Regions from separate parts of the Mus musculus genome. Here regions 2, 3, 4, 5 and 6 are each linked to region 1. A link is a contact called in public HiChIP or PLAC-seq and promoter capture Hi-C data. All regions are on one chromosome and are shown on one strand. The core of a region is the stretch at or near the end of the contact, and the rest is flanking DNA. Distances in the headings are between cores, read along the strand shown.

Evidence for each region. Promoter capture Hi-C pulls out the DNA fragments that hold promoters and counts their contacts. HiChIP or PLAC-seq counts read pairs in DNA pulled down with a chosen protein or histone mark.
Region 2: a contact with region 1 is called in a promoter capture Hi-C map of liver, with 5 times the contacts expected there. The contact joins the promoter of 4921508D12Rik here to the promoter of Adra1d in region 1. A contact is called at or near these places in 5 of 39 promoter capture datasets (cranial neural crest, liver, pre-B cells and 1 more) and 1 of 9 other capture datasets (embryonic stem cells).
Region 3: an HNF4G HiChIP or PLAC-seq map of pancreatic cancer cells shows a contact between it and region 1. The contact joins the promoter of 4930402H24Rik here to the promoter of Adra1d in region 1. A contact is called at or near these places in 3 of 39 promoter capture datasets (embryonic stem cells, hippocampal neurons and stem cell-derived epiblast-like cells) and 1 of 115 datasets of contacts at active chromatin or transcription factors (pancreatic cancer cells).
Region 4: a FOXA1 HiChIP or PLAC-seq map of pancreatic cancer cells shows a contact between it and region 1. The contact joins the enhancer-like site here to the promoter of Adra1d in region 1. A contact is called at or near these places in 15 of 39 promoter capture datasets (the 3T3-L1 cell line, the HPC-7 cell line, cranial neural crest and 9 more) and 2 of 115 datasets of contacts at active chromatin or transcription factors (forebrain and pancreatic cancer cells).
Region 5: a contact with region 1 is called in a promoter capture Hi-C map of embryonic stem cells, with 4 times the contacts expected there. The contact joins the enhancer-like site here to the promoter of Adra1d in region 1. A contact is called at or near these places in 11 of 39 promoter capture datasets (the 3T3-L1 cell line, 3T3-L1-derived adipocytes, embryonic stem cells and 5 more), 1 of 484 Hi-C or Micro-C datasets (adipose-derived mesenchymal stem cells) and 1 of 9 other capture datasets (embryonic stem cells).
Region 6: a promoter capture Hi-C map of embryonic stem cells shows a contact between it and region 1. The contact joins the promoter of Gfra4 here to the promoter of Adra1d in region 1. A contact is called at or near these places in 4 of 39 promoter capture datasets (embryonic stem cells and stem cell-derived epiblast-like cells), 1 of 484 Hi-C or Micro-C datasets (embryonic stem cells), 5 of 115 datasets of contacts at active chromatin or transcription factors (embryonic basal ganglia, embryonic stem cells and pancreatic cancer cells) and 1 of 9 other capture datasets (liver).

The regions. Positions count from the first base shown.
Region 1 is chr2:131,560,884-131,564,414 of GRCm38.p6, forward strand. It overlaps Adra1d (adrenergic receptor, alpha 1d), which reads right to left and starts at 1,614. Exons shown (of 2, transcript NM_013460.5): 1 at 193-1,614. The coding sequence starts at 1,285. It overlaps Gm14285 (a long non-coding RNA gene), which reads left to right and starts at 893. Exons shown (of 3, transcript XR_374988.3): 1 at 893-977; 2 at 1,806-1,911; 3 at 2,064-3,531.
Region 2 is chr2:132,423,016-132,426,546 of GRCm38.p6, forward strand. 4921508D12Rik (RIKEN cDNA 4921508D12 gene) reads left to right here and starts at 1,726. Exons shown (of 4, transcript NR_045802.1): 1 at 1,726-1,850. RefSeq lists an enhancer at 3,439-3,531.
Region 3 is chr2:130,838,337-130,841,867 of GRCm38.p6, forward strand. It overlaps 4930402H24Rik (RIKEN cDNA 4930402H24 gene), which reads right to left and starts at 1,809. Exons shown (of 37, transcript NM_029432.2): 1 at 1,628-1,809. The coding sequence starts at 1,710.
Region 4 is chr2:132,204,503-132,208,033 of GRCm38.p6, forward strand. The region is part of intron 2 of Gm14051 (a long non-coding RNA gene); the gene reads left to right. Among named protein-coding and RNA genes, the nearest start is that of Tmem230, 42 kb to the right of the region's middle. Within about 2 kb of position 1,994, at least 36 of the 459 cell types and tissues checked have an H3K27ac peak or open chromatin away from gene starts, as enhancers often do. A contact at or near this core is called in pancreatic cancer cells, where this site is marked.
Region 5 is chr2:132,097,597-132,101,127 of GRCm38.p6, forward strand. The region is part of intron 2 of Slc23a2 (solute carrier family 23 (nucleobase transporters), member 2); the gene reads right to left. It also overlaps the pseudogene Gm14052. Among named protein-coding and RNA genes, the nearest start is that of Gm14051, 44 kb to the right of the region's middle. Within about 2 kb of position 1,890, at least 83 of the 459 cell types and tissues checked have an H3K27ac peak or open chromatin away from gene starts, as enhancers often do.
Region 6 is chr2:131,040,737-131,044,267 of GRCm38.p6, forward strand. Gfra4 (glial cell line derived neurotrophic factor family receptor alpha 4) reads right to left here and starts at 1,946. Exons shown (of 6, transcript NM_020014.2): 1 at 1,874-1,946; 2 at 659-1,022; 3 at 496-605; 4 at 280-414. The coding sequence starts at 1,946.

The sequences.
Region 1 (3,531 bases), core at 364-2,863:
AGGGTAAGAAAGAGTGAGAAGCCTGTTTAAGGGAAAACACATTAGTATCAAGAACCCCTCGGGCGCGCTCTCTCTCTCTCTAGTAAGAGAACAGGAAGTTGATAAACTTCCACAGTTAGGTTGTGGGTCATCTAAGCTTTCCAGGTAAGGACCGCCCAGAGGGGAAGGGTCTAAAGTGAGGGAATCACTCACCCAGAGGCAGGACGAAGAAAAAGGGGAACCAGCACAGGACGAAGACACCCACGACGATGGCTAGGGTCTTGGCAGCCTTTTTCTCGCGGGAAAACTTGAGCAGCCTTACGGAGAGCGAGCTGCGCAAGGTGTGCCCCTTGCTACTCTGTGTCCCTGGATTTCCTTTGGCGCTAGTGGCTGCGCCGCGACAGTGGATCCTCAGAACCACCTCAGAGGCCTTGCCCGGCTCCCTCTTGATGCCCGCCTCGAGGCTGCGCGTGGTGCTGCGCGCGACCACATACACGCGGCAGTACATGACCACGATCACTGCCATGGGGAGGTAGAAGGAGCATACGGAAGAGAAGATCGCATAGCCCACCTCCTCGGTGATGCCGCAGAAACGCTCATCCGGGGGCACTGGTTCCTTCCAACCTAGTAGCGGTCCCACAGATACCACCAAGGCCACCGCCCAGAGCAGAGCCAGAATGGCAGCGGCCTTGCGTTCTGTCATAATGGCTGGATACTTGAGCGAGTGGCGCACACCCACGTACCGGTCCACAGAGATGGTGCAGAGGCTAAGGATGGAGGCAGTGCAGCATAGCACGTCCACCGCGGCCCATACGTCGCAGAAGGTCCGGCCGAAGGCCCAGAAGCCTAGAACCTCCATAGTGGCTGAGAAGGGCAACACAGCTGCACTCAGTAGCAGGTCAGCCACTGCTAGGTTCACGATGAAATAGTTGGTGACCGTCTGCAAGTGGCGGTTGCAGGCCACGGAGAGGATGACGAGAAGGTTGCCCGCCACAGCGGTGAGGATGAAGGCGGCTAGGAAGACACCCACTCCCACGCCCTGAGCACTCACCACTAGCCCCCCGACGGCCGCCGAGCCATTCACCTCGCCGCTTGCCGCGGCCCCCGCTTCTGCCGTGGAGCTCTGGTTGTCCTCGCCGCTGCCGGTTCCCACCACAGCGCTACCGCCTGTGGCACCCGGCACGCCGCCCACCGCCGGACCCTCGGGGCCAACCGTGCCAGCTCCGCCGCCCGCGCCGGAGCCCCCAGTGCTACTGCTCGCCCGGGGTCCTTCGAAAGTGACGCTCAGGATGTCGCGGAAAGTCATCTCACGGCGCAGCCGTCGGGGCCCGAGCCCAGGCACAGGGCGAGCAAGTGGCGGGGAGGGAGCCCGCGGGCATCGCCGCAGCGCCCGAGCCAGCCCCGCGCGCCGGTCCCGTCGGTCCTGCCCAAGTTCCCGCGGCAGAGGGGCCGCAGGGGAGCGGTGCTGCAGGGAGAGCGGGGCGGAGGTCACCAGGCCGTGAAGGTCCCAACGGGAACGGGCTCTGGCGGTGGCTGCAGAGTCACAAGAAAACAAGGGCCGGGGCCGGCTCCCTGCTCCCTGCTCCCCTCTCCAAGCGTGTCCTGGCGAGCGGTGGCTCCTCCGGGAGCGTCAGTGCAGGCGGCGGCCTCTGCAGCGCAGGGGACTCTGCGCGGGGGCGGGACGGAGGAGGGGCGGCGGGGAGGGAGGAGGGGGCGGCCGGCGCGAGCCAGCGAAGGGGCTCCGCGCGTCCAGCGGCTGCGGGGGTCCTCGCCGGTGCTCACGACCGTCCTCTGCCCTAGCTGTCCCCTTATCCTCCTTTCCTCAGCTCTCCTGCACCCCGGCTTTTGCCCCAGCGCTCCTCGCTGCCTCCCTTCCTCTCTCTGGACTTGCGGTCACTCTCTGCTTGCCCTTGCCCTAGCGGAGCATACAAGGTGCGATTCCCCGGGACTCCGGGCTCCCGGCTTCTGCCGCCAGAGAGCAGCAAGAGCCCAGGATCTGTGGGTTCAGGGCTGGATGATTTAAAAAAAACGCTGCCACTTGAGAACGTCTGGATGCGGTTTGATGCCCCTCCTCTTTTTTCTAGGGCAACTGGCCAGCCCAAGATCTCAAAACCCACTATGGTGCGATGGTGGCATTGAGACAGCCCTGAAGGGGTCAAGATGCTTGGGCGCGGGTTGAAGATGGGCGTGACTGGCGTGAGACCAGATGGTGTGGTCACAGCCCTAGGACTTTGCCCGTACTCTGAATAATACCAACTTTGGCCCTGCAACTCTACTCTGCATCAGAAGTCAGAATAAATCTTCCTGTTGCTACTCGAAGTACTCGGGACTCCCTCTGGGCAGAAAAGGTCACGTTCTGGAGGGTGGGAAAGGTTACTGCAGGGTGCTTAACAGGGAGGGAGCAGAGTAGCTTGCCTCCACCATTCAGGCTCCGGCGTCTTGTGCCTCGGTTCCCCACATGTGAAAACGAGAGTAAGATTCACTGTGTTAGCAGCGCCACCAAAGTAGTGCCCATACTTCTCAGAAGAGTGGAGAATAGTGGGGTAAAGCCTGAACACGAAGAACAGAGGGGAGAGGGGACGGGGCTGTGCTAGGAAGCAGGGACGCAAGGGAAAGAGAAGGGAGGGAGGAGGACCAATAGGGAGAGACACAATGCCACTGGACCACCCCAGGCAACTGTACTTACATGGTGCACATAAACTGGCCTCCTCAGGCAACTGTACTTACATGGTGCACATAAACTCATGTAGGCACACACATGATGTGCGCGAGCACACACACACACAAGTGCAGGCACAAATACATCTTCAAAACACTACCTTTCATTCTTCATCATTTCTTCCTTTCCTTGACTTGGCTTATGGAAGCGAGGCCATAGAGATGCGGGAGGATGCTCTGAAAATGTCATGTGCATGTCCTTGGTGCCTGGTTTATTCCTTGTTGCAGATGGTGGGATGGTAGAAGCAATGAAAGCCTCAGTTGTGTTGTGACATGAGCTTTCTTCTTCTCCCATCCTGCAGACCATTCACTGAACTCGATCCACAAGAGCTGAGCCCTTGGCAGGCAAAGTATGACTTATACACACACTGCCTTCCTAAGGCAGATATTCTGATAGGAGCTTGTACCTGGGGAGTGAATACTGGAATTGTCTTACTGTAGGGTCTTCAGCAATTCTTACTGTAGGGTCTTCAGCAACTCTCTGGGACCATTGCCTTCTTTACAGCTGAGGGCAAATGGAATTGGAATAGAACAGAATAAAGCAGTGGGATTCTGGCTTCAAAGCAAGACTTCAAACCAGCATCTTAGAGAAGTGTTGGCTGGATTGGGGCAATCTAAGTCTGACCCTCTGGGCCCTCCTTGCAAGTCTCCCCACTGGTTCTCAAAGCACTGTGAGCTCCTGGAGGCTCATGGGCATAGCGCTGGCTCCCTGATCCTGGAGAACCTGCTTTGTGGTTCAGCAGAAGGGACTTCCTTTGAGATGGAAGACGAAGTTCATGTTATGTCAGAAACAGACATGTTTGTCTTTCTATATGTCAGGGCTTGTGGAATAAT
Region 2 (3,531 bases), core at 476-2,975, 860 kb after region 1:
GCAGCGGGGTGGTGGTGATGATATAGTCTCCATCCTCCTACATGGTCATAGTCTTTCCCTGAACACCATATGACTCACAGGCAATAGCCTGGAGTCCGGAACCAGGCTGCCTAGGTTCCAATTACATTGTGCCATCTCAGCCAGGAGGCCATCTGCAAGATCCACGTCTCAGTTTTCCCATCTATGAAAGGATCAAAACCAATACAATCTTTTGGAATGTTTTATTCTTTTCGTGGAGGATGACACATATAAGTACACAGTTATACTAAGCATCAGTGGGTATGTTTTCACAAACACCCAACACTCAGGCCAATGATTAGAGCCTTCTTATACTGGATGTGTTGTATAGCTTGTAACCCTAGAATCTTGGAGATGGGGGCAGGAGTTGAGTGTTTAAGGCCAGCCTGGATTACAGAGCAAGACCCTGTTCCCCCCTAAAGTCCTCAGCCATCTCCTGCAGCACGGAGCAGCTCTGGGAATTAGTGAGTTAATATTGGCAATATTAGAACAGTACCTGGCAGGCAGTCATCACATCTCAGTCTGCCAGGAAGCTTGGCGGCTTGCTAGTGTCTGGGAGAGCACCGCTTCCTTACAAGACAGGGTTTCCCCTGCTCTGTGTGTGCACTGCAGATGGCAGGATGAGCTTCAGGATAATCAATTACTTCCTCCCACCCCCTAAGCACCAGGTGCTGCATTATAGGGCAAATGGCTCCTGTGGAATGCAACAGTTCTCTTTAGAAGAGAAAGAAATGCTCAATCAAGCTGCTGTTATCACCTCACAAAGAGCCAGATGCTGTTGGGCCTGGCAGCCAGTGCCATCCGCAAGGGACTGGCATGGCATGGCTTTATACACTGGACTAGAAACCAGGCGTCTGGGCTGACGGTTAGCAGTCCTAGACGTAGCTTCCTGTATCAACTGCACAGAGCACAGCTAGGCTCAGGAAAGTTAATAGCCAGAGGGGAGCAGAACTGCAAGGGTTAAAATGCATTGACTAATTTTACAAAATATGAAAAGGGCCTGGAGAGGTGGCTCAGTGGTTGAGAGCTTTGGTGCTCCTTCAGAGGACCTGGGTTTGGTTCCCAGCACCCATATGTCAATCAAATCTGTAACTCTAGTGCCAGAATATGCATGTCCTCTTTCTGCCTCCTCGGGGACCAAGAACCGTATATACATATCCCAGAAAACCACACAGACAGAATAAAAATAAATATTTTTTTTAAAAAAGCTAGGTGATGTGAGGGGTATGGAGGTCAACCTTGTGAAGGAAAATGTGGGCTGGAGAGGGAGGAGCCACAGGCTCCTGAGACTCCTTGAAGAGTCCTGATCTGTTGTACAGGGCATTAGATCTAAGATGGCTACCAGAAAACCAGTGAGACAGCAAAAAAGGAACTGAGGCAAGGGCAGTGGCTGCTTCCCCCATCTTCACGGAAGTCCCAACAGGGGATGATGCTCCCCACACACCTTCATCAGGCAGGGCTTTCACTGGAGCATGGTGACAGTGTGGCAAGATACGATTGGCTGAAGATCTACCGGGCTTGGGATTGGCTCAAACACTGTGTATAAGCTTATGTGCAATAAACTCAGGTCTATACCCTGATGCTGGTCTCCAGAGTCTGATTTCCCAGGATTCCTCACATGACTCCACGGCTTATAACACCTTCCACCCTCATCCTCTGGATTGTTCCCACAGGGTAGGGATGGGGGTGGGGCTGGAGAGATGGCTCAACGGTCAAGAGCTCTTAATCACTGAACCTATCTTGCCATTCCTTGAATGAATGAATTTTTAATCAAGCTTAAAATCCAGGAGAAATAAAACCGAGGAAACAAGTTGCTATGGATGAGAGCAAACGTGAGTAAGAAAAACTGGCTAGTTGTGACTGTTGATGAAGTTTCTTGTTGCAGCTGTTTTGTTGTTTTATTTTGGAGACCAGATCTCAGACTGTAGCACTGGTTGGTCTAGAATTCACTACGTTAGCCCAGGATGGCCTTGACTTTATGGCGTTCCTCTTGCCTCTCTCACTCAAGGGCTGAAACTATAGCCTGAGCCACCATGCCTGGGCTGAAAATCTGCTTAGAAAAACATAAATAAAATCGAACATGTGCTAGATAATTGGTCAGAAACAAGGAGAAAACGTACAATATTAGAAATGTCAAAAGGCTGAGTTCAAGGCCAGCCTGGTCTACAGAGTGAGTTCCAGGATAGCCAGGGCTACACAGAGAAACCCTGTCTCAAAAAAAAAAAAAAAAAAAAAAAAAAAAAGAAAGAAAGAAAGAAAGAAAGATAGATAGAAAGAGAGAAAGAAAAGTAAGAATCATCAAAATGGGAAACTTTTTAAAAATCAATGGAGTACTTTGAATAACTCTACGTAAACACATTTGATAACCTTGATGAAATAAGTGCATTTATACAAAAATACAATTCACCAATTGACTCCAATGGAGAAGGCAGAGCGTGTAATCTTTCATGGTAACTGGTTACTCAGAGAGAGTTATTTAAGTAAATTGTAGTGACGGATATCTGAGAGAAATCTTCCCCAAAGCATAATCCATCAGGATTGAGAAAATGCCGTCAGCAGCCAATTAAGCAAGGAAACTGCTCCGGCTGCTGCTGCTGCTGCGGCTGCGGCTGCTTCTGCTGCTTTATTAATAATCCAAGAAATAGTTTAGTTTTGATGGATGATCCCAGCCTGGAATTAGCGTGAGTCAGGACCAGAGTTAATCCACACTCCATGGTCACCAAAGTCCACAGGGACTTTAGCCCCAGAGTTGACAGTTGGCATCAAGCCTGTTATGAGCAATGACAGAGAATGTCAGTGACAGTCGTGCCTGTGATGTGTCCAAGGAGACACTCTGCAGCTACCCCAGTTACTCAGAGATGTCCTGTTCCCTGATGGACTAAGATTCTCAGTCACTTTGTTGTGCCTTCCCATGACAGCATTAGATCCAGAACTGTTTTTTTGTTTTGTTTTGTTTTTGTTTTTGTTTTTGTTTTTGTTTTTGTTTTTTTGTTTTTGTTTTGTTTTGTTTTGTTTTGTTTGACATGGTTTCTCTGTGTGGCCCTGGCTGTCCTGGAACTCACTCTATAGACCAGGCTGACCTCAAACTCAAGATCTGCCTGCCTCTGCCTCTGCCTCTGCCTCTGCCTCTGCCTCTGCCTCTGCCTCTGCCTCTGCCTCTGCCTCTGCCTCTGCCTCTGCCTCTGCCTCTGCCTCTGCCTCTGCCTCTGCCTCTGCCTCTGCCTCTGCCTCTGCCTCTGCCTCTGCCTCTGCCTCTGCCTCTGCCTCTGCCTCTGCCTCTGCCTCTGCCTCTGCCTCTGCCTCTGCCTCTGCCTCTGCCTCTGCCTCTGCCTCTGCCTCTGCCTCTGCCTCTGCCTCTGCCTCTGCCTCTGCCTCTGCCTCGACTTGAGTGCTGAGCTTAAAGGTGTGTACCACCACCACCCAGCTTGTCCCCTCCTTTAAAAAACCCACCTTATAAAACTTTTTGGTACAAACCCAAATGCTATAAGTTTCCTTATATTCCCTCCACTAGGG
Region 3 (3,531 bases), core at 559-3,058, 720 kb before region 1:
ATAGGAGAAAGGGAAGAAAAGACTCCTGGCAAGGTGTCCTCTGACCTTCATACTCCCAGTGGCAAGCACAGTGAGTCTCTCTCTCTCACATATACATACACACTACATATATACACACACAATACACACACATAAAACACATACACACACACAATACATGCATCTACACACACAAACACAGACACAATTTAAAAATAAAAAAGAAGCCAAGCAAAGTGGCTCATATCTTTAATCCCAGCACTGAGAAGCAAGTGGATCTGTGAGTTCAAAACCAGTCAGGCCTACAAAGTGAGTCTCTGTCTTAGGAAAAAAAAAGTCATTTTCATTCTTCATAGTTTTGATAAAAGACAACAAAACTCTACAAAACACAAGGCTAGATGTGCTATAGCACTTGTCCAGCAAAAGCAATGTATTGGGATTTGACCCTCAATACTAGAAAGAAACACACACACACAGACAGAGAGAGAGAGAAGAGAGAGACAGACATGAGAGAGGAGAGAGAGAGAGAGAGAGAGAGAGAACACAATACAACACTCAATCAAGAACACAGAAAAAGCCGGCCAGACACGGTGGCACAGACTCAGCATTCAGGAGGCAGAGGCAGGTGGATCTTTTCGGGTTCAAGGTCAGCCTGGTCTACAGTGAGACCCGGTCTCAATTAAAAAAAAAAAAAAAGACAGAAAATAGGATAAGCTATTCTAATATTAGTTGACAACCCCCACTCAAGGGAACAATAGCATATTGCTTTGCCAAATGGCTGCAAGTAAGCAAACAAAAAAGGCCTCTTCTGGTTTAATGACAGGTTAGCAGTACCCAAACCCCAATGACTCCTCCCTTCCCTTTCTTATAGGCTCCTACTGCAACACCTCCACCACTCCAACCTCCGCGTTTCTCTGGCAGCCGCATACTAGCTCCTTCACAAACAAAGCCCGGACGGCTATCAAGGTCAGCCCCAAAGACAGAGAGCAGAAATTGGAAACAGATCTTCTGTATGGAAAAGGGCAGGGCAGCACTCCCTAATATCAACTCCCCTTCCAGTCCACCCGCACTCCTTATCACGAACCTAGTGTCAGCCGCTCTGGGGGGTTCCGAGCCTCCTTTTCCCTCTCCATCCAGTTTCCTTTTTCTTCCTGCGCCCCCAATGACCTTCAAGCCCCTGAAACAGGTGCTCCCCAAGGGAAAGGGGTTGGATGCAGTGGCCAGGGACAGGTGAGCGGAGTTCCCTGTACACGCAGGGGACTGGAAACTCTATAATCGAGCGGCAGTCTGGGGCAAAGGGTCTGGACACCTAGGAGCAAAGGGGTTTACGCGGCAGTTTCGGGAGCTCCACTCGCGTGAACACAGGGCCTCTAGCGGTGGGCTGTCGGTGGGGAAGGTTTAAGGGAAAACCGGTCCATGGGGTGGGGATGTCACAATGGGGTCTTCCCGGAAACCGCAGTGGGTTGTCGAGCTACAGACATAGCAGGGTCCCTCCAGAAGGCCGCCTGTCCCTGGGCAAACGTTCTTCTCAGAGCCGTTTGAAACAATCCTCCGCAAGGAAGCCATATCAGACCACGCCCTGCCGCCCGAGGCGTAGCCGCCCCAAGGCGCATCCCGGGCCACCCTCGGCTGTCTCGACGCGGCATACCTGACGGAGGCCGCCCCACTGCCAAAGGTGCCAGCGAAGCGCGCGGGGGACAGCCCCAGCTGCTGGGGGTCGAACGAGTCCATGGAGGCTGGCGGCGTAGGACCTGGGGGCCGCGGAGGGTCGCTGGGGCCGGCACCGCTGCGGGCCAGCGGCAGGGCGGAGCGAGGGTGCGCCAAGGGGGCGGGGTCGGCGCGCGCGGGCACGCGGGGGCGGGGCGGGAGCGCGCGCAGCGGGGGCGTCAGTGTGAGTCCGGCCCAGCGCCGCACCGTGCTGCGGAGGAGCCAGACGGACTTGGGGTGCGGGCCGCCAGGCGCAGGCTCCGGGACACCACACCTCCGGGCCCTAAGGTCTCTCAGTGCGGTGAGGGTTCTGCGGGAGCTACAGCCACGCTCGCGGACGCGCCCGGGGCGGGGTCTCGCTCCCGCGAGGGCCGGGCTAGGCTTCTTCTGGTCTGTATTTGGCTTTATCTCTAGGTGTCCTGGACCGCTGCCTGGCTACAGTTATCTGTTTCACATCAGTTGCCTATCCATCCTTGGAACGTTCGGCCCCTTAGCGATGCGGCCTGTTGAGAGCACTGGCATCAGTGTGCTCACAGTATCCCAGGAGACGCCTGCCTTTGCAGTTCAGAGTCTGGATAGAATTGTTTCCAGCTGTGGGTCGGTGGGCCAGAAAAAATCTCAGAGCCCAAGTTCCTTCCTGCATAAAGTGGAGAGTTGCTTACTATATACAAGGTCTACTTTAGCATCACATATCGACCTTGTCAAGATGTCCTACGTGTCCTAAATTCATCTTTTCATGGTAAATTATAACACCACAAGACTAGTTTCCCTGCTACAATGATCAGCCTTTGAATTATTTATAAATAGTACTGGCTGAAAAAAATCCTTCTTCCACTCATAAAGATTTTAACAATCCCCAAGGTATCTCTTGCAGGTTTGAAAAAGAGAAGGAACTAAAATGCTTATTTTTATACTTAAAGGAAAATAAAATTTTGCCTTCAGACCCAACTCGTGAATGTGTAACCATTGTTTAGAGGTAACCAACACAGTATCTGAAAATCAGCCAATCAGAGACAGCCTCTCTTCAGGGGCTTCCAAATCAGCCAGTTATCAACAGCTTCTGAAACCCAGCTAATCATTGACAGCAGCCCAATCAGCAGCGCAATGACCAGGCTTCCGAATGAAAGAGCCTTTCTTAGCTGCTTTGTTCTGTAGACCACTGTTAACAGCCAGGAGACTGTAAATTGCTAAACAGTCAATTTATTGAAACACCTCGAGCTTTTACGCACCCAGTCATTATATACATCTCCAGCTCTGTTAATCAGCTTTGAGAATACATCTTTTCTCTACAAGCAAATGTGATATTCACCTTCTTCCTTCCTCCTCCATTTGGTATGTTTTATGTAGCCTAGGCTGACCTTGAACCCCTGAACTTGAACCCTTGAACTCTTGCTTCAACCTCCTAAATTCTGAGATTACAGGCCTGCATCATCATGTCCAGATGGAAGGCTACTACAATTTGTAGCACAGAACAAAATTGTGTGCCTTTGGTTGCTTGGCCAATGTCGTGGTATGCAGATATCACATCTTTTGTATTCATTTATCAGTTAATGAATATAGAAGCTTTTTTCCACACTTTCTGTGCCTTAGCTTAATGCCAATATGACCAAATACCGAAAGTTTTTGTGTAGACATGTTTTTAATTCTCCTGTATATGTAGTATACTCCTAGAAGTGTACTGCTTGATTATACTGAAAGTCTGTGTTTAATAATTTGAGGCATCTTTTTGTTTTCCAAAAAAGCTGCACCATTTATATTCACATTACCTAGGTGAGAGAGTCCCAATTGTTCCACGCGTTTCCAAACATTTAATATCTATCTTTGGATCGTAGTCATCTTACTGGA
Region 4 (3,531 bases), core at 744-3,243, 640 kb after region 1:
TTTCTTTTTATTTTATATATATTGGTGTTTTGCCTGCGTGTACATCTGTGTAAGGGAGTCAGATCCCCTGGAACTGGAGTTACAGATGGTTGTGAGCTGTCATGTGGTTGCTGGGAATTGAACCTAGGTCCTTTGGAAGAGCGGTCAGTACTCTTAACCACTGAACCACCTCTCCAGCCCCAAACTTTAGACTTTTTAATATGCATTTTATATATGTGTATATGCAGCAAAGGTTGGGTTCATGCATGCTGCAGTATATATGTCATGGTGTCTGTATATAGATCAGATGACAATTTGTAAGAGTTTATTCTCTCCTTCTACCGTGTAGGTCCCTGGGGTCAAAGTCAGGCCATCAGGCTTGGTAGAACATCTTTTACCTACCGAACCATCTCATTATTTCTCAGCTGAGGACTGAATAAAGTCAGGACTGGTAAAAGCTTTAGAAAAGTTTAAATCAGATTAAACACATATGCATTATGTGATGACCATAACGCTTTGAGGGTCAGGGCACAATATTATGCTTTGAAATTGAAATAGATATCTCTCTCTCTCTCTCTCTCTCTCTCTTTTTCGAGACAGGGTTTCTCTGTATAGCCCTGGCTGTCCTGGAACTCACTTTGTAGACCAGGCTGGCCTCGAACACAGAAATCTACCTGCCTCTGCCTCCCAAGTGCTGGGATTAAAGGCGTGTGCCACCACACCCGGCGAGATAGATGTTTCTTACAAATTTCTTTTTGAACACTATTCCCCAGCTTGTGGCCCAACTTTGGGAGACTGTAGAACATTTAGAAAGTGAGTCTAAGCTGCCAGAAGTATGCCGCTAGGACAAAAATCATCTGACCAAGTAGACAGAGTTGTTATTAGGTAAACAGAAACACAAACTCAGTATTCCTCGGGAATCTTGTAAGGGGTTTTGCTTTGTTTTGTTTACCAGGAAAACCACTGCTTACCTTATCTGTCCCAATAATCAACTACTTCATGAAAGGACATCTAGTTCCAAACAGCCTGGATCAGCTCAAAGACCCCCACCCCCTGCTGACCATCACGTAATGTCTGTTTGCTTTCCCACCAAGCTGATGTCCTCTACTCTCAGAGGCAGCGCCCAGTTTGTTCCCACAGTAAACTTTCCTTCCCCCGTGGAGTAGTCTAGTTTGGTGGGTTAACTGCACTCTCATTTCCACATGGTAGAGAAGGCAGGCAGAGATCATGTTTATGGTGGGAGTGTCCCATCACAGTGGACCAAAGAGCAGAGAGCAAGGGTGAATCTAGAGGCGCTCATAACCTTAAATGCCAGTGCACTAGTGCTGCCTGCCAGTCAGGTCCTGCCTCCTGAAGGTTCCATGGATTCCCACATTCCACAGTTCCACCAGCCAGGGAACAAACATTCAGAACACGGGTCTAAGAATGACATTTCAGATTCAAGCCATAACAAAGAACACTAATCCCATGACTGCATAACATTTGATGCTATGAATAACCTACTTTAAAAAAAATCTTCTGTGGAATATGTCATTTTAAAAAAGAGAGACATACCCTATAGGTGGAACAACATTATGAACTAACCAGTACCCCGGAGCTCTTGACTCTAGCTGCATATGTATCAAAAGATGGCCTAGTTGGCCATCACTGGAAAGAGAGGCCCATTGGACTTGCAAACTTTATATGCACCAGTACAGGGGAACGCCAGGCCCAAAAAGTGGGAGTGGGTGGGTAGGGGAGTTGGGGGGAGGGTATGGGGGACTTTTGGGATAGCATTGGAAATGTAAATGAGGAAAATACCTAATTAAAAAAAAGAGAGACACTACTAGGGTAAATATAGCGACAGCCGCTCCTCACACCTCAGCATTTTGCTCCTCATAGGCAGCACGAGTTAATCATGGCATTCCTTCCCCCAGCAAGGAGGTAGGCCTGATTCCATGTCAACACAGTACACTTGTACCTCGCTATCTGGAAAGTTCCAAAGCGCACTGTGTCAGCATCACCAGGGAGTCTGAGAGCAAGGCCAAACCTCAGGCCCCACCCTGAACCGCTTTAATCACATGGATATCAGCTCGCAGGTGACTCATCTCTGCAAAAGAGTACAACAAGTGCCACTTAGGCAGCCCCTACCTAAGAGTCATTCTGTGAGATGAAATGGATGCCCTCCCTATTCAGAGGTTCAGGACAAACGATTATCGGTGCATCACGTGAGGACCCAGGCTGCTTTGATTTGCAGACAAAATCAATGCCAGAGGTGTTCTTGACGTCCAGCGTTGTAGAATCAGGAGCAGACACACTGAAAGGGTGAGATGAGAAAGACTAACAGCCGCGGAGAATGAAGGTTGATTGAGACAGAAAACAAAACAAAACGAAAATATCCTTTCGCAAATAGTGTCCCAGGCAGCATAGCGTCTGTTCTGGAATATGTACTAGTTAGTGTTCTACAAGATTCTATTCCAGACTGGTTTGAGAAACACTCTGTGCTGTTTCTCTTCTTAGTAACCGAGTTAACATACGAGAAACTATAGTTTCTGAATATTCACTAAAGAAACCAGTTTCTTGCCTGGTGGTGTTAGCACACACCTTTAATCACAGTACTCAGGAGGCAGAAGCAGGTGATCTCTGTGAGTTCAAGGCTAGCCTGGTCTACAGAGTGAGTTACAGGACAGCCAAGGCTACACAGTGAAACCCTGCCTCAAAAAACAAAACAAAACAAATTGCAAAAAGTAAAAATAAGTTGGATGAGAAAAAAATTTAAGTACACTATATCACTCTTATGTATCCAAACATTTGCTAATCTAAAAGCAGATATAATATTTTAGGATTGGACCCATGTGTAAAGTACACCTTCTAAGAAAAGTTAAATATGAAAAGACATACTTTCATTGTTATTTCATTTAAATCAATAGCTACATTATACCAGTTAAATAAATAATTCAACTTGCTTCAAAAAAACAGAATCATCTAGAACCTACAAAAATTTCCAACTCAGCACATTTGGAGACCTGATATTTATTTTTTTGTTGTTGCAATTTTTAAAAGTTAAAATATGATTACAGTTCTCTTTCCCTTTCCTCCCTCCAATGTCTCCCATATCTCTTCTCTCTCTTTCCCAAATTCATGGCCTCTTTTTCTCTCATTATTGTGGTTACATGTATGTGCATGAGTATATAAATCCAACCCACTGAGCCCCTTCAGTGATGCTCCTGTTTCTATGAGTTCAGGGCTGATGGCTTGCCATATAAACAATTAGGGGCTCCTCCAGAGGAGACTGACGCTCCTTCTCAGCTTTGCAGAGAAACTGCACAAAGAATGAGCTCTTCTAGAATAAGCATAACTGGAGAGTCAGAAACCTGGGCTGTGCACTCACAGTGGATTTCAGGCGAATGCATGTCCATGGGGGCACTAAGAGCTGTGGCCCTTTCGTGAGTAAAGGACTCTATCCATGAAGCTAGGAAGCGAATTACAAGAAAACAAACCAACAAAAGTACAGCCAGAAACTACTGAAAGTAAAGCAGAAGTCAATGAAACAAATCAAACCAAATACTAATT
Region 5 (3,531 bases), core at 640-3,139, 540 kb after region 1:
ACAGCTTCTTACATAAACACTGGGTATGTGACACTGGTTGCCTGTGCTAGCTGCAGCAAGACCCCCCACTTTCCCAGCCCAATTCAAGTTTGCACTTGAAGCTACAGCATTCCACCCTGCATCACTCAGCGGCCCAGGAAGCTAGGGAGAACACACGGGCAGGATGAATTTCCTAACATAACACAAAGCAACTGGAGTGGAGTAACTCATGAACTAAGGCTGCTCTGCTTTGTGGGTAAATGTACCTTTTGGGGAACACGGGTGTTTTGGAACTAGGAGGAGATAGTAGTTACATAACAGTGTATGTATGTGTGTATGTGTATGTGTGTGTGTGTGTGTGTGTGTGTGTATGTATGTATATATATATATATATATATATATAATGTCTCTGACAACTCTATTTCAAATTTTATATTATATACACTGTACCTCAAAGACAAATTTTTTGAGATAGGTTCAAAATGTAGCTCAAGCTAGCCTTACACTCCAGAGCCTCTCTAGCTTTGGCCTTCTGAATCCTGGACTACAACAAAGTAGCACCACTGTAGCCAATCTCACTAAACTCTAAATTTTAAAAGGGTTCCAAATACAGATTTTGGCAAGAGTCCACAATTCCAACTGTCCTTCTGACTCTGTCTATTCATATTCACACAACAGATGCTCCTTGGGCTACACAAAAGCTCAGATGCTTATTTCAATGACCCTAGCTATGTCCCGGGCAAATAAGACTCAATCCTGATGCTCTACAGGATGCCCATCGAGGGTGAGCACTGGTGTCAGGCTAGGAAATTCCAGCTTAACTCAAGAGGCCTTGGGGAGCCAGGAGGGGGGCCAAGCACAGACACTGAAATGCTTTTTAAGCTTTCTAAGATTTGATTTTGATCTGCACTAATAACGTGGCTTGTAGGGTGGTTGAGGAAGTGGCTCTGAGCAGAGCTGATGTTGAGCTGATGTGGGCAGTGAGGTGCTGCCGGATGAAGACGGTCTTGCAGGGGTAGGGTTGGGCTTCTGGGCATACCGGTTCCACATCACTGAGATGAGAGACACAAAACATTTTAAGTTCAGTCCCTAGCACTCACACAGTCTTGTACCAGGGGATCTAGGCACTGTCTGTATGTGATTCACAGTCATATATTCAGGCAAAGCATCCATCAATACAAAATACAGGTTAAAGAAAAGAAGGAAAATGGCTGTGCTTCTGACCCAGCTTCAAGGGGCTGTGTCTAGTGTTTTGCCTGAAGAGTCTGGGAGCTGTGGAGAACAGCACCTGGGGAGAGACCTAGCTAAGCTGGCTTTCACAGCCAATCCGCTCATTAATCTATTAATTGCATTCACAAACAGATTATCTATTCAAAAGAGCAGAACTCTAGTCTTCTCTTCAAAGTCCTACTTGGTACCATCTCTTCATATTTCCTAATGGGGATTACATTTCAAAATAAGTTTTAGAGGAACCAGACCACACCGAGGCCACAGCATGCAGCTAGCTCTAAGCCAGTGCTTGTAAGCCTCTCTTTGTAGAGAAGATGTTGAAATTCATGACCCAAGGGCTTGGTAAGTGCCAGACACATTAGTCATCCTTATTGCCATCCATCCCTCTCTATGTAAAGCTGGACGCAGCCTACAGGGCCAGGAACAGCCACGTCGCAAGTAGCATTAAAGGAACAGGTGAGATACAACCCAACAGGAATACCCAGAGGAGACCCCGCGGAGAGGAGCAAGAGCCTGTGCACTCTTGCTGAGCAGCAGCTCCTGCAGCGCACTCTGATGGAATGTGGCCGTTAGGTGTTGCAGAGGTCTGTAAGAAGAACAGAGGCTTTAAGACAGGAATCCCCAGGGCCAGAGCTCCCCAGTCCTGAGGAGCTACTGGCTGTTGATGGAGAGTCAGTTTCCTTATGATGTGAGTCACGGGTGGTCAACCACACAGCAGGGCAGTCAACTCCCAAGACAAGCTGGGCAACACAAACTTGATTCAGTGGGAAAAGAAAACAAAAGAGAAATCTCAGAGTTGGGTAGCCAGGGGTAAGAGGACTTTGCAGGGGGTGGGAGCAGGGGGGATGAGTATGTTCAAATTACATTTGTATAAAATTCTCAAAGAACCATCAACCAGTTTCAGGTAGCTAATGTATGTTAGATCTGAACTACATCTCCTAACAGCACAGTTTTGGAGAGAAAATGAAGACTCTCTCCAGAACACAGTAAGCACTGGAATGGTTTTAAAAACATTAATTGATATTGAACTCGAGTTGGAAGAGGCGAGTCCGGTCTCAAAATGGAGGGCCATGATCCAAAGGAACCAGAGCAGCTGAGGAAGCTGCTTATTGGTGGTCTGAGCTTTGAAACCACAGATGATAGCTTAAGAGAACATTTTGAGAAATGGGGCACACTTACAGACTGTGTGGTAATGAGAGATCCCCACACAAAACGTTCCTGAGGCTTTGGTTTTGTGACCTACTCTCGTGTTGAAGAGGTGGATGCTGCAATGTGTGCTCGGCCACACAAGGTTGATGGGCGTGTGGTGGAACCAACGAGAGCTGTTTCTAGAGAGGACTCTGTAAAGCCTGGCGCCCATTTAACAGTGAAGAAAACTTTTGTTGGTGGTATTAAAGAGGATACGGAAGAATATAACCTGAGAGACTACTTTGAAAAGTATGGCAAGATTGAAACCATAGAGGTTAAGGAAGACAGGCAGAGTGGGAAAAAGAGAAGATTTGCTTTTGTAACTTGTGATGATCATGACAAAGTTGATAAAATTGTTGTTCAGAAATACCACACGATTGATGGGCATAACTGTGAAGTGGAAAAGGCCCTTTCTAAACACGAGCTGCAGTCTGCTGGATCTCAGAGAGGCCGTGGAGGTGGAGCTGGCAGCTTTATGGGTCGTGGAGGAAACTTTGGAGGAAGAGGTGGCTATGGTGGTAGAGGTGGTGGCAGCAGAGGTAGTTATGGAGGTGGTGATGGTGGACATAAAGGATTTGGAGGTGATGGTGGCAGCTATGGTGGTGGTCCTGGTTACAGCAGTAGAGGAGGTTATGGAGGTGGTGACCAGGATATGGAAACTAGGGTGGTGGATATGGTGGTGGAGGAGGAGGATACGATGGTTACAATGAAGGAGGAAATTTTGGTGGAGGTGACTATGCTGGAGGTGGGAACTATAATGACTTTGGAAATTATAGTGGACAGCAACAATCAAATTATGGACTCATGAAGGGGGGCAGTTTTGGTGGAAGAAGCTCAGGCAGTCCCTATGGTAGTTGCTATGGATCTGGAGGTAGAAGTGGTGGATATGGTAGCAGAAGGTTTTAAAATAAAACAGAAACGGCTACAGTTCTTAGCAGGAGAGAGAGCGAGGAGTTGTCAGGAAACCTGCAGGTTACTTTGAGACAGTCGCCCCAAATGCATTAGAGGAACTGTAAAAATCTGCCACAGAAGGAACGATGATCCATAGTCAGAAAAATTACTGCAGCTTAAACAGGAAACCCTTCTTGTTCAGGACTGTCATAGCCACAGTTTGCAAAAAGTGCAGCTATTGAT
Region 6 (3,531 bases), core at 696-3,195, 520 kb before region 1:
CAGAAATCTGGAACTGAGCCATTCCACCCAGAGGCAAGAACAGCAGAGGTAAGTTGGGCACACATGGAAGAAAGGGCCACCCCATTAGTGTCAAAAGGGAGGCCAACTTCAGGCCATTGGACACGTTTTAACGCTGACTTCCACCCATGTACCATGGCATGTGCACACTGTCCATCGCCCACACCAAACATGATGCGACGTAAATAAGACCCACGGGCCAGGCAGCTTGGATTGGGCCACAGACATCCGTGGTTCCCCGGGACCTCCAGGCCCCCTCACCCAAGCAGGGGTTCCTTGTAAAGAGCTTGCGGAAGGCTTCGCATTCTTCGCGCCGGTTTCCACTGGCCGCACAGCCGCACCAGGGCGCAACGCGCGCGCTCACGTTGTCCAGGTAGTTGGGGGTGACCACGGTGCCTGCGGGGGACCCCCAGGGCGTGTGACCGGCGCCCCGAGTCTGCCTCCGCCGTCCCGCCCGCCCGAGGCCGCCCAGCCTACCTATGAGGCCTGCGTAGACGCGCAGACAACGCGGGCCCCCCTCCTCCGGGCAGCGGTCGCGGGAGCCGGGCGCGGGAGCGCATGAGGCCTGGAAGGCAAGGAGACGGGGCCTGCGCGCGCCCGGACGCGGGTGAGCGGCCCAGCCCGCCCCGCACGCACGCACCGGCACAGGCGGCTGCGCTCGCAGCGCTCCAGGGGCTCCAGGCAAGAGGGCGGCACCAACCCCGGGCCGGAGAACGCGCAGGCGGGCGCGAAAGTCTGGCGCCGGCGCTCGGCGCACGCGGAGCCTTCGCAGCCGCAGAAGAGCAGCGCATGCGTGAGCGCCGGAGGCCCACGCGCGAAGAAGCGGCGCAGGGCTCGGCGGCAGCGGGAGCGCACGCAGCCCCCGGGTCCCGGCCTGCCCCCGGGCGCTGCCCGGCCCAGGCATCGTGCCACGTACTCAGAGCGCAGCTGCTGGCACCGCTCGTCTGCTGTACACGCCTCGGCCGCGTCCACGCAGCGATTCCCGTCGGTAAAGCTCGCAGACCCTGGTGAAGGGCGGGCAGGCTGCAGTCCTCCGTGCTTGGTTCTCCACATTCCACACCCTTGAATTTTTGGGGAAGGGGTACCCAAACCCAAGGGGAGAGAGTGTGGCCCATAGGCGTGACCCGTTGATCTTGAAGAAGGGGCATGAGCAGGCACTAGGGATATCTATCTACCCAGGATGTGAATGGATGCAGTATTCAGAGATTGGGCCTGACCTTTCCCCAGAAGCTGAGGTTCAGCCTCCACCACCATCTCCAGAAATGGCCCATGCATCCACAGAGGGGCTACTGGGCCCCTACTATCCTCCCCAGCTCTGCCTGACAGGACACTGAGGCTTAATGGACACATTAATCATAGCACTCCCCATTCTCCTCTTGACACGCGGATGGTCCCTTCTCTGACACATGGAAACCCCGTGAGTATATCTACAGGTTTCTGGCCCTCCTCCCATCCTGACCTGTGCCTCCTGACCCCTGTCCACATGCTTCTTTATTGGTCTAACTCAGCTCAATGAGAGGGACTCTGGCTCCGGACCACAGAAGGGGATTGTGAGCATTGGATTCTCGACAGGTATTGTATATTGAACAGCACATTCAGACCCTGGCTTCCAGAAGTAGATTCAGACAGACCAGACCCCTGATGGCAGACCGTCCTGAGACAGACCTGACCGTTTATCAGTAGTTTCAGTGAAGACTTATATAACTTATGTCACAGATGACAACCCATTCCGGGGAAAGAGAATGCCTGCCTCTGTTGGAGTAGCAGCTGTGTCCGAACTTGCCAGTGGACATACGTAAATCCAGCCAAGTCACCAAATTCAGGTTTATGACACTTCCTTTTCCCACCTTCTTACCTCTCTGGCTTCCCAGACCCAGGAAAATCGCCTGACCTGGCCTCTCATCCATCAAATGTGCTCTTCTCAACATGGCGTGTCTCTGCTCTAAGAGCCACCATGAATCAGTAGGGGACTCCCAAGAGCAGGAGCTCTGAGGACCACATTTGGTCAGGGGGAGGAAAGGAAAAAGAAAATCCCCGGGGCACAGGTATCAAGGCTAGATTTGGGAAGGGTGGCTCAGCTGAATGGGAAGATGGGGTACAAGGCATTGCACAGCGGGGGTGGCATATTGCGACAGATCCTCGGCCACAAAGCACAAGCCAATTTTGAGCATCCCTTCAGCAACCCAGCCTTTTCTTTGGTCACTTTTACAATCCCACCTTGTCCCTGATGGTTAGGGCTAGAGAGGGCAGGGGCCAGGGCCAGGGCCAAGGAGGAGACAGGCTCTCACCCAGCAGCAACAACAGCAGCAGTGCAGACTCCATGCAGTGGGCCATGACGATTGGCAGAGAGAGCCCCAGTTGGACAGATGTCTCTTCCTAGGACCAGCTAAGCCTGGAAGGCAGCAGGCACCTGCTGACAGGTGCACTCCCAGCTTTAGAGAGGAAATAACATCCTGCTCTCTTCACTCTGTCTCCACCCCCGGACAGCACCTTCAGGTGGATCCAAAGTCACTAAGCCAGGGCCTGAAGTTACTGGATAGATCCAGAGTACTGGACTGCCTGCTGTGCACAAGCCATTGGCTCCTAGTGGGAACAGTTAGTTTCTCCTGGGGACAGGGGTAGGGGAACTTCTTGAGACTCAAAAATTAAGCAAGAATTAAACCTCTCAAGTCCAGAAGAGCTGAAACATGTGAGATTCACAAGGCCTCTCCTCAGGGTTACAGGCAACGGCTGAAAGAAGACATCCCAGCAGGCAGGCTACCCGCCAGCCCTGCACTGCTCTAGGCTCACCACCCATGTCTAAGTGGGTGATTTTTGACAATTATACCCCTGTAAGTAATTCCAATAAACTCAAATAATGAGTAAAAATAATAATAACAAATTCCCCCCAAATAAGTATTTGCCAAGTTGAACTTTGATGGATTTATTTCTCTGGCCCAGTGTCAGTTGCCTGTCTAAGATGAAGAGGCATGTGTGTTGTCTCTCCTCAGGAAGCCTCTGACAAGGCATGCACTCACCACACAGGCACATGCACACATACACACACACACACACACACACACACACACACACACACACACACACACGTGGGGTTGCTACACTCAGCTTTTAATGGTTTTGCTGGGGGTTGAACTCGGGTTCTCATGCTTGTGTGGAACTTCACCAATGATGTCATCTCCCCAGGCCCTCTGCACCAGGAACCTTGGTGTTAACCAGGGTCATTCTGTGGGAAAGGGAAAGAATTGACTGCCCAGGAAAAACAGACCAAACAAGAGGCCGTCGGGAACCATTTTACAGAGCACGAGTTGACATCTAACTCCAGGATAGGAAGGGTAACCAAGAGTTGGGAGTCCTCCTGAGGGCTCGAAGAGAGGCATTTTTGACTCCTGAGTCCCATTTCCCTTACCTTCTCAAGGTCCACCCTGCCACCATTCCCTCGAGAAGGGGAGCAACCCTTTTAGGAAGCCCGTCCCAACTTCCCCTGGATGTTTAAACTCTCCTTCACCTTATCCC